Linked DNA regions of Mus musculus: regions 2 and 3 are each linked to region 1. The links are chromatin contacts, called in public HiChIP or PLAC-seq maps. All regions are on one chromosome and are shown on one strand. The core of a region is the stretch at or near the end of the contact, and the rest is flanking DNA. Distances in the headings are between cores, read along the strand shown. Region 1 holds the start of Elp1 (elongator complex protein 1). Region 2 has its middle 18 kb from the start of Gm22150. Region 3 has its middle 20 kb from the start of Gm22150.

Region 1 (3,532 bases), core at 760-3,259:
AGGAGAATAGAAAAATCACAGGAGAAAAGAAAAATCACAGAATTACAGAAACATACCCGCTTAAATTTCCCAGATACTTTGTTCTCAAGTCTGCTGCAATTGTTACTGATCTGATAGGAAATCCTTTGAATGGCTTTGCCACTTTGAAGAACTGGATGGGATCCTGCCAGTGTGATGACACAGATTCTACAAGGAGAGAAACAGTCAGTCCTGTGTTAAGGCATGGTCAGAACCCTCCTCCTGTAACACACATCCTCCTGCTGAGAGATGACTATCCACACTGACCTCCATCTAGTCCGATTATCTCCTTCTCTTTGCTGAGACTGGAGCCTAAGTGTAGCACGGGGAGCTTAATAACAAGAGGAGAAAGGAGAGTTGAATCTCCTTCCCGGGAAGGGAAAAGTACCACAAGACTTTAGTAAGCGGGGATAGCAGAGAAGCAAGGCAAGACTGTGTACACAGAGCATGACATATGCCTCCACAAGGAACCATTCCTTAGGTCCAGCAGTACAGTGGTTGGTGCAGGTTGGCCAAACAGTATATGACTGAACAAGACTTGCCAACACACTCCTATAACACCGTTTCAACACCACAGAAGACAGTTTCATGAATGCTCATACCCGACCCAAGACCGCACCAGGCTAGCTACCAGAAGGAAAGTGTTGATAGTTTAAGATTCCCGGTTTGCTTACCGGTTGGAGTGCTGGAGTATACAGTGGTCCTCACAGGGTTTTCCTTTAACATCTAGAGGAATAAATGAGTCGCAGGTTGTTGAACTGGCATTTACCACGTGATTACCTCCTTTGGTTCATGAAGATTGTTCATTGCGAAGCTGAGCACAGTGGGCAAAGTAAATAAAGGCTATGAAGTATTTTAAGTGGCCTAATTTACATAGAATCCTTTACTCAGTGTTAAGGCAGGTAACATTCTTAGCTCCTCCATCTTGTCACTTTAAAATGAGTACACCTAGAGAAACACTATTATAAGCGCCACATTGCTGACATTATGGTGGTGTTTTGTGAGGCTGTCTTGATGGTATGCAAAAATCACACGTTTTTTTTTAAATTCAGTCCTAAAGAGAATTTAGGATGCTTATCCTAAATATTATATGTGGGTCTACCGGTTTCCCTGAATTTAAAAAGGCTAAAATAGAGGCTAGAGGAGGATCCCCAAAGGTGGTATCGGTATTTTCTTGGCAGAACGAACACCAGAGAAGCCTATTTCAAACGTCCAGTGGACAATATGCACAGTTTCTTCTTAACACTAGATACTGCTTCCTTAACATTTCTTAATTTTTCTCTCCATGCCTAAGGTTTCTTCCCGGTTCGGCGTAGGATTGATCCCTCCAAGCACACCAACCCTTAGTAGTGTGGGGAAAGCCCAGATAGACCAACGCGGAGTTCCTTAGTTTAGTTCACGTCCTTTCCTGCAAACAACCCACACATGGCGCTGCGGTTCCCACGAAGGAAAGCGCCTATTTTAGCTCTTCATCAGCGCAAATCTGTATTCCTGGGACTAGGATGCTCAGGGAAGAGCACGGGTGGCTTGCATCGCGTGGCAGAAGTGCCTGCACCCGTGCGGTAAAGCGGAGCTCACCACCATCCCGCACTTACCCGCTTTATACCAGCGAGTGAAGTATCGATCCACAAGGGAGGGTGGCGGGGCTTCGGTAGCTATGACTACCTCTGGTGGCGCCAGCTTGGCTTCGGGGCAGCGGAGCTCTTCCATCCCTCTAGTCCAGGAGCGTAGTTCCGGCGCGTGGGAGCCGGTTGGTGTCGTGCGCACGCGCGCGACTCCCCGGCTGGCGGCCAAACTCCCTCCCCGACCCCAGTCACCTGTGATCCTGGGCCAAAGCCCAACTGTGGGGCAAAAACAACCGGGTGTCAAAGAGCTGAGGGACAGCAGACAGCAAGGTCCTGCCTCTGCCGGGTGAGGGCTCCCCGATCCCCTGGACCCTCTGAGCACCCTCGAGCTCCTGAGGAGGCGCGTCTGGCCACACCCACCCGGTGACGTCACTCAGCGCGCCTCGCGGGTGACGCCACGTCCGCGCCGCCTTTCTGGTGCTACCTGGCGTGTTTCGCCCTTCAGTGGATCGTGTTTCTCGTCTCCCGTGTGCATCGGCGGTTCCTTTCCAAACCCAGTGCGCCGTGAGGGCTCGGAGCCGCCTCGAGGGCGTCGTAGGTGAGCATTCGCCCGTCCCAGTCCGAGCCGCTGTGTGCGGCCTGGTCTTGCTGTCCAGGGCTGTTCTGGTGCAGGGGAGATGCACGCGCTTCTGCCTGCGCGCGCCGGCGGGCCGGGCGTGGACCTCTTCTTTCTTCGAGTTTCGGATGCTTTCTGTACACGTTTTCCCCGGGGCCGTCTTGGGGCGCTGCGAGGGATGAGGGTCCGGTACCCCAATTGCGGGTTTCCTTGTAGCGTGTAGATAAAACCTCTACCAGCTTGTCGTGGAAGGTGATAGGTAAATAGAGGCCTCTGTGCTGTGCTGCGGGTCCCTTCTCGCTCGCATTTGGGACTTTTCTATGAAGTAGTGTATCTCGTGCTTCCCTACCTGGTGTACCTAAGCCGGGATTTCTGTGATGGCTGTGATTTTATAGTCTTTTGTCTTTAGGGCCTAACATTTGGCAAGGTTTTGTTGTAAGTCACATAACGGATCTTAGGTATTGTGTAAAGGATTCGTTTGCGTATTGAGAACCATGATATATAACCAGCAAATATCTCGATGTGTAAGTGAAAGAAAAAGAGACAAAGACAAATTTTAGTTTGTGGAAACAGAGATGACAATAAGTCCCAAGCCAGGATGAGCTATTATTTGATAAGAGATCAGCAGGTTCTCTGTTTTTCAGGTTGCATTTCATATGCTTGTAAGGGTCAGCTTATGATAATATCAGGATTGATTTTAATGTGAGTTTAATGTTTAGTTTGGTCTTGTTCATTTACAAGGTATATAGGTTTATCTAATCTTCCCTTTAGTGAGCTACCAAGCCTGAAGGTAGGGGAGAAAGTGGATCAATGGTCAGAATTTTGGGACATGATCAAAGTTGTATGAAAGCACCTCTTAGAACATGTGTGGGTGGAGTCAAGGGAGGTGCAGTTGGAGGTGCCAAAGGAAGGCTGTTAGCAGATTATGATCCTAGAAACATTTGGAAGATGTTTCCTAACTTTGAAAGCATTGAGAAAACTACAGGACTGTGTAACTCCAAAAAGTTAAATGAGTGAGCAGTGTCAGAATGACAATTTAGAGAAGTCGGTTTTCATGCTAAAAGAATTGGGGCATTAGAGAGATTAATGAGTTTGCCTTTTTACCAAGTGACCATGGAGGCCAGAAGAAGGCATGGGGTTCCCTGGAATTGGAGTTATAGATAGTTGTTATCTGCTGTGTAGGTGTTGGGAACTGAACTCAGGTCCTCTGGAAGAGCAGCCAGTGTTCATTAACCTCTGAGCAGTCTTTCCAGACCTGAACTCGGTAATTCTTTTAAAAACTCAGATTGCCTTGCTGTGTTTTATCAGTCAGGGTCCAGTAGAGGCCAGACAG
Region 2 (3,532 bases), core at 569-3,068, 1.4 Mb after region 1:
AAAGACTCCTAGTGTCTGTTTCTAGCCTTCACACACACACACACACACACACACACATACGTATGTACATATATGTACCAGGATACTGCAGGGAGAAAGAATGGGATACAATACAAATGGTCCAGAGGCATAGATCCTTAACACATTTCAGGAGACATGAGAAACCCAAGTGTGGATGAACATAAGCATGCATGTTAGAAAGCGGAGGATCAGGGGATGGAGGAGCTAGTGGGCACCTGATGATTCAAATCTGCATATCCAGTAGAGCTGGACTTGATCCAGTAGGCACTGGGCTGCCAAGTCATCTGTGTGGACATTCCTGATTTTCCTGTTCAGTTCGAAGCACGTTTGCCGCTTCTTGATAACAGTCACCTCCACAGTCTGACTGTCTCCTCCTCGTGGCACATGTTTGATCTGACCCAGTTATTCCACACAGCATTGCTCAATCTGAGCCTAGCTTCCACAGAGGCATCGAAAGATGAGGAGGCTGAGGGAGAAGAGAGATGCCTAAGCAATCAAGGAGGCTCCGCCAGGCTGTGGCTAACAAGGGTGAGTGTGAAGTTCACGTCCTTAGGATGATGTTTGTTGTCCTCTCGGGCAGGAGTGGAAGTCCTTCCCCCATTGACTGAACACACGACTGGGACTGCACAGAAGTGTGTCTACAGCCACATGTTAAAGAGAAGCCAAGCACCCAGTACATGTGTGTAGAGGCTGTCACCGGAAGGAGCTCAACTTCTGGTCAGCAGCATTTTCTTGTCCCTGAAGATTTCCCTAGGCACCCAAAATTCTTGGGTTTCCTATTGCCCCCAAGTAATAGGGACTGGAAGGCAGGGCTATTCAGGTAGTAGATGCAAACAGAAGACCAGTTCAGTATCCTTCTTTCTTTGCCCTTGTTTATAGTGAGCACCAAGAACTTAGACGTTATTCAAGTATAACATACAATGACTAGCAACTTGCCCAGCCCTTTAAAGGTTTGAATATCTTACACCCCAACCAGGACCCTTGAGAGCATTCCATTGCTCAAGAGAACAGCAAGACACAGGCTAGTAACTATGCCTCTTCTGAATACACCACAAAATACAGCCAAATCCAGGACCTCGTAAGACCTCGGATGACTCACCCAAGAGCCTGAGGGTAGGCCTTGCCACCTCCATGTATTTTGGAGACAGATGAGTGGGTTTCCTCTTAGCCAGCTCCAGATGGTGATAAACTACCAGGAATTGAAATAGGAAGGTGGCCCCACAGAGGCTGTGTGAAGGTCAGTGGCTCTTATTTCCCATGGTCAGCATGGTGTTGCTAGAGGCCAGGGACACTATGAAGCCTGGGAGGCATCTACCACACACAAAAGCCAGAGACAACATGAACTTGATCTTCAGTAATGCATCACTCGTCGTTTCTGACAATAGATTTGCATCGGAGGAAAACAAACGCTATAGAAATGGAGTAACTTGTCCAAGGCCACAGAAGTACTCTACACTGCTTCCATGGTGACATAACCCCATATGGAGGCCCCCCAGGAGGTTCTACTTGGGTAGTGAGAACTGTTTTCCAACAAGCTTCACTCTCAACTTCAGTAACTAATTATAATGTTAGCCTTCAGGCAGTTATCTAAGTATTCCTCAAGACCAGCCACAACCGAGGTATGGAACATGTGCATGAAAGACGAGACTAAGCCATCATTATGCCTATGTTCCTTTTAGAACGTTTTTAGATGTATTTATTTTCTGTATATGAGTGGTTTGCCTGAATGTGTATGTATGGACCACATGTGTGCCTGGTGCCTGTGGAGGGCAGCAGAGGGCAGCAGATCCTCTGGAACTGGAGTTACAGACAGTTGCGAGCTGTCATGTGTCTCATGGGAACTGAATCTGAGTCCTCTGTAAGATCAGCAAGTGTTGTTAACTGCTGCCCTTCTCTCTAGCCCCTACACCATTTTTTCTTTACCTTCAGGGGGACTGCTTAGGATCTCTCACTGGATGATCATAGGTCCAAGGTCACCTTGGGGCTTAGAAAACCTGGAGCTGCCCATGCTCCGGGTGCAGTCTCCTACCTGGTAATTCTCCTGGGGTTCTGCACACGCTTTCTTCTCCTGTTTCCATTCTAGGGAGTTCTACAACTTCCCCAGGGATCTAGCTTGATGACACGCTTCCCAAATGACCAGGCCCATCATTTTCAGCCATCCTGCCATGAGCAACTCTGCACTTGAAGCCATGGGAATTCAGAATGTGTATCTTCCTCAAAGCTACTTGTGGGTTTCATCACATGGCTCTGCGTGGAGAGATGACCTCATCCCAGACCGCTTGCTTGTTCAGGTGGCTGCAGGATCTTGCCAAGTTTTCTCTAGAACACTGTGAGTTCTGTTAGACTCCTGTTGCTCTGAAATTTTTCAGTCTTCTCCAGTGAATCAAACTTAGGTGCTCTGTCCTCCTGCTTCTTGGTGATGACAACAGAGAGCACAGTACTCCCTGTGAGCTTGGTGGCTGTGCATAAGCTCAGATCCCACTGGGCCTGCTATGTCAGATTCTGCATCACTCAAGACTGCACAGTAAAGGTTGAAAAAGGCCACTCCATATGCCCATGATATATGAAGTCCAAAAGCCAGCAAAGAAAAGACAATGAAGCCGGGCGTGGTGGCGCACGCCTTTAATCCCAGCACTCAGGAGGCAGAGGCAGGCGGATTTCTGAGTTCGAGGCCAGCCTGGTCTACAAAGTGAGCTCCAGGACAGCCAGGGCTATACAGAGAAACCCTGTCTCGAAAAAACAAAACAAAACAAAAACAAAAAACAAAAAAAAAAAAAAGAAAAGAAAAGAAAAGACAATGAGGGTCAGGTGCTGTAAGAGGCCACCACAGCACCACAGAGCACACCCCCACTCACACACAAAAGAGTTTACCAAATGCTAGTCAGAGGGATTAGAAAGATTCCATCAGTTCCCAAATACTAAGTCTGTCCTTAAGGCAGGGGCCAAGTGAAGTGGCTCTGAGGAGCTCTGCATAGTGATGTGTTCAGGTTGGAAGCAAGGTCAGGCTTTGAGGCTACGCTTAGGTTTGGTGGGGCAGAGTTATGATGGAGTTAGAAGTGTCTCTCTTGGATTTAGGGAAATGGAGCAGCCATGTAGATGCCATTATCCTTCCTGTCCATTTGGATGAGAATTAAGCCCGACAGTTGCTCCCCATGATATAGATAGTTCACTTGTACAAGCCTTCTGTTATCTAATAGTCACTCCAACATTTCTACAGGAAAAGATGGTAAACACTATCCCAATGTGGCCCCTCCTTGTTAGATCTCCTTTTCTTTTCTTTTCTTTTCTTTTCTTTTCTTTTCTTTTCTTTTCTTTTCTTTTCTTTTCTCTTCTCTTCTCTTCTCTTCTCTTCTCTTCTCTTCTTTTCTTTTCTTCTTTCCTTTCCTTTCCTTTCCTTTCCTTTTCTTTTCTTTCTTTCTTTCTTTTTTTTTTTTTTCGAGACAGGGTTCTCTGCGTAGCCCTGGTTGTCCTAGAACTCACTTTGTAGACCAGGCTGGCCTCGAACTCAGAA
Region 3 (3,532 bases), core at 328-2,827, 1.3 Mb after region 1:
GAGAGGACAAAAAGAAAATGCTACAATCAGAAAGCACTTTTTTTGTGTTCATGTTGATTGTCTGCCTCATCCAGATACCTGCGCCTGACTTGTGCCTAAGTGTGTATTTTGTTTCTACAAACAGAAATTCCAGGATGAAAAAAATGAATGTCTATGGCATTACTGCCTTGGTGGTAGAGTGTGGGCAAAGGATGTATTTGTTTGGTGAAAATGTGTTGTTTAGCATAAATCTTGCTGCCAGGACCTGACATGTCTGTCTTTCTATTACCTGTAACACAGTCTATGCCAAGCCTGGCCATGGATTCCTGTCTACTCCTTGCTGTCTGGTGAATTGTGAAATTCCTTGGCCTGTGGTGTTAGGGGCTTCTTGGTAGTGGAAAGATTAGGTTTTAACTTGATCAAATGGAAAACTGAGGCCTTTAGACCAGTAGTTCTCAACCTATGGAATGCAAAAAGCACATGTGAGATATCCTACACATCAGATATTTATATTAAAATTCATAACTAGTAGAATTATAGTTATAAAGTAGCAATGAATACTTTTATGACTGGGGAGTCACCACAACATGAGGAAATATATTAAAGGGTCACAGCATTGGGAAGCTTACGAATCCCTGCTTTAGACGATTTGAATCTTTCTACGCATAGACTCCCATCCTGAGCCTTTCTGGCATTTTTATATGGACATCCCTATACTTCTTCCCTCAAGCATTGTTTAATAAGAATGGTGTGCAGCTTGTGTGTGCTCATAAGCGGGTCTCAGGAGAGTTGTAAAGGAGCGCCCTATGTGGGATTCAAGTGGCATCTTGGTCACTAGTGAATAACATTCTTTCAACACAAGCCAGGCAAGGTGTATATCAGCACACACATGGGGAGGAACCAGAAGAACAGAGACCAATGGCTGGGGGTGTAGGTTTGAGGTGTGTACCAAGAAGAGCTAATGAGACAGCTTCAGTAGATGGCTGGGGAAAAGCAGAGAGCTCCTTGTTCCTAGAGGGGTATAGGCAGGAAGAGATGAGAATGGCACAGGAAGTATTCCTTGACCTGGAGAATCTCCAATTCTTACACTCTACCTCATGTCCGAGAATGTCTGCCATAGTAACTTTAAATTCCCAATTCTTGCTTCACCACATTCCAGGAGGAACAAAGTTCATTGCTACAATGCGTGTGTGTGTTTGATTGTTTAATTTGTTTTTTGTTTGGTTGATTGGTTTTGGGTTTTTGTTTTTGTTTTTGTTTTTTTTGTTGTTTTTTTTTTTTTTTTGGTTTCTGTTTGTTTTTCTGGTTTTTGTTTGGTTTTGGTTTTGGTTTCGTTTTGTTGTGCTGTGTTGTGGGTTTTTTTCAGAGAGACCTTCACCTTGTTGTCCAAACTGTTCTCAGACTCTTGGACTTAAGTGTCCTCTCTGCCTCCAGCTCCTCTGTAGCAGAGGCAACAGGCATTTCCATGCAGCTTCTCCTGTGGTTTGGAAGCACTAAGTCTCCGTGACCTTTTCTCACAGTCCAGCTCCCCTGAGAAGTCGGTGCTAACACAGAACTAACCACAAAAGGATGCTGTGACTAACAACACATGTGAGAGCAAACCAGAAAGGACTGAAAGAACCAGGGGAGTTCCAGGGATTGGAAAGGAGTTGACGTTATCTATAACATGTCAAAGTGGCCACCAAGGTGGCTCAGCAGATCACTTGCCACACACTCCTGATAATCTGCATTCAATCCCTGGAAGCCAAGGAAACAGACAGATAAAGTGGCAGGAATCTGTAATTCTTGTATTCCTAAAGTGAGATGCAAGGTGGAGACAGTAGAATCTCCTGGCAGCTTGCAGGTCAGCTACCCTGGAGTACCCAGCTTGACAGAGGAGAGTCACTGCTTCAATAAGGTAGAAGGAGAAAAACTAACTCCTAATGTTGTCTTCTACACACATACCATAGCACATAAGCACAAGTGTATGCATATCTTTATCTATATCTAGATAGATAGACATACCCATGACAGCACCAACATAAATAATAAATAAAATTTAACGACAAGAAATAAATAGTGCCCAGAGAGACAGACTCAGGAATATTGCAAGTCTAGCTTGAGTGAAGGAGACAAAGGAGGAAGTCTGGGCAGAAGCATCCTTATCGAGCCTGCCACGCTGTCTAAAGAGGCTTCGGACAGTTTGGGGAATGTGGTTCCCAAGCTCATATGACTAATCGCAGAGGCTCTGTATGCCCTGGTAACACAACTGCCTTGCTGTAGTCACTGTCCTCAGCCAGTGGAAAGCGAGTCAGGGGAAAGCTTAACTGTGAGAACATGGGTGGGTTTCAGATCAGTCACCTGGTACATACAGTCACTATCCTTGTCGTTGGAGGAAGTCTGTGGCTTGGCCTAATGCCAGTCCTGAGTCCCCTGGATGACTGATCCTGGATGACTGATGATCTTTCTCTCTCTCTCTCTCTCTCTCTCTCTCTCTCTCTCTCTCTCTCTCTCTCTCTCTCTCTCTCTCTCTCTCTCTTTCTCTCTCCCTCCCTCTCTCCCTCTCTCTCTCCCCCCAAGATCTCTAAGGCTACCCTTGAACTCCAGAACTTCCTTCCCGCTCCCAAATGCTGGAACCACAGGTATAGGGTACCTGTGTTTCATGGGTTCATTCCTTTTGGAAGCAAAATACATTTGGCCACACGGGTACCCAGCAATGATTTATAACGTGAATGAATGAAATTACAGTTTCTAGGTGTCCCCTGAACATCTTCACACAAGGAGAGAAAGGTAAACCCCATAACCCTAAAAGCACACACGTGACCCGTTCCCCAGCCCATCCTCTGATTGTGGATTGCTGTCTGCTTCAGGGGGCAAGCATCTTCATAGGCTTGCTCAAGGAGGCTCTTGAGCAAGTCTAGCTCTGTCTAACTAGCTGTCTTCTTTGCTCAAAAACCTGGGGAGGTTTCAGTCTTCTTTGAGCTTGACTATTAAAGGCAAGCTCACATCTTGCCAGTCTTTGGGGTCAACCCAAGCCTCTCAGACTACCTATCTCAGTCACTCTGTCATCTTTTCCCCCAGCTGCCCCACCTTAGGGCAGGGGGCAAGGGAAGCTGATGTTCATCTCATAACAGGAAGTATGCATAAACATAAATTAAGAGTAACATCCATAAAGGACTGGATCACCATAAACAACTCACACCCACACTTGGAGCACAGGGCCAGCACCCCATAGAAAAGTTGATAAACGAAGGTATTATATAGAGTACTTAAGGTGTTATGGTCCTTTTTTTGGCAGGAGAGTTGAAGATGTGATCAGCTAAGTCATATTAGGTAATTCTGAGGTACAGTGGCTCCTCATCCAGTGGTTTGGTTGTTTGGTTTCATGTAGCCCAGGCTAGCTTCAAACTCTTTATGTAGCTAAGGCTCTCCCTGTCTCCACCAACCAAGTGCTGGCATGACAAGGATAAGCCACTGTACCAGCTTGTCCGCTATGGTGGATTTGTGTATTTGTGTGTGTACATGTCTGGGCAGGCGCACTCATTCATGCAATCATGTGTGGAGACCAGAAGTC

The links. HiChIP or PLAC-seq counts read pairs in DNA pulled down with a chosen protein or histone mark.
Region 2: a contact with region 1 is called in an H3K4me3 HiChIP or PLAC-seq map of embryonic stem cells, with 6 times the contacts expected there. The contact joins the enhancer-like site here to the promoter of Elp1 in region 1. A contact is called at or near these places in 3 of 39 promoter capture datasets (cranial neural crest, hippocampal neurons and second pharyngeal arch cranial neural crest), 1 of 484 Hi-C or Micro-C datasets (bone marrow-derived macrophages), 9 of 115 datasets of contacts at active chromatin or transcription factors (astrocytes, bone marrow-derived macrophages, embryonic forebrain and 3 more) and 2 of 9 other capture datasets (embryonic stem cells and pancreatic islet).
Region 3: a contact with region 1 is called in an H3K27ac HiChIP or PLAC-seq map of bone marrow-derived dendritic cells, with 13 times the contacts expected there. The contact joins the enhancer-like site here to the promoter of Elp1 in region 1. A contact is called at or near these places in 2 of 39 promoter capture datasets (cranial neural crest and embryonic stem cells), 12 of 115 datasets of contacts at active chromatin or transcription factors (astrocytes, bone marrow-derived dendritic cells, bone marrow-derived macrophages and 6 more) and 3 of 9 other capture datasets (adipose tissue, embryonic stem cells and liver).

What each region holds. Positions count from the first base shown.
Region 1 is chr4:56,800,808-56,804,339 of GRCm38.p6, reverse strand. Elp1 (elongator complex protein 1) reads left to right here and starts at 2,009. Exons shown (of 37, transcript NM_026079.3): 1 at 2,009-2,181. Abitram (actin binding transcription modulator) reads right to left here and starts at 2,011. Exons shown (of 6, transcript NM_001081420.1): 1 at 1,614-2,011; 2 at 693-744; 3 at 57-186. The coding sequence starts at 1,728.
Region 2 is chr4:55,449,502-55,453,033 of GRCm38.p6, reverse strand. No RefSeq gene overlaps it. Among named protein-coding and RNA genes, the nearest start is that of Gm22150, 18 kb to the left of the region's middle. Within about 2 kb of position 1,818, at least 11 of the 459 cell types and tissues checked have an H3K27ac peak or open chromatin away from gene starts, as enhancers often do. A contact at or near this core is called in embryonic stem cells, where this site is marked.
Region 3 is chr4:55,487,511-55,491,042 of GRCm38.p6, reverse strand. No RefSeq gene overlaps it. Among named protein-coding and RNA genes, the nearest start is that of Gm22150, 20 kb to the right of the region's middle. Within about 2 kb of position 1,577, at least 60 of the 459 cell types and tissues checked have an H3K27ac peak or open chromatin away from gene starts, as enhancers often do. A contact at or near this core is called in bone marrow-derived dendritic cells, where this site is marked.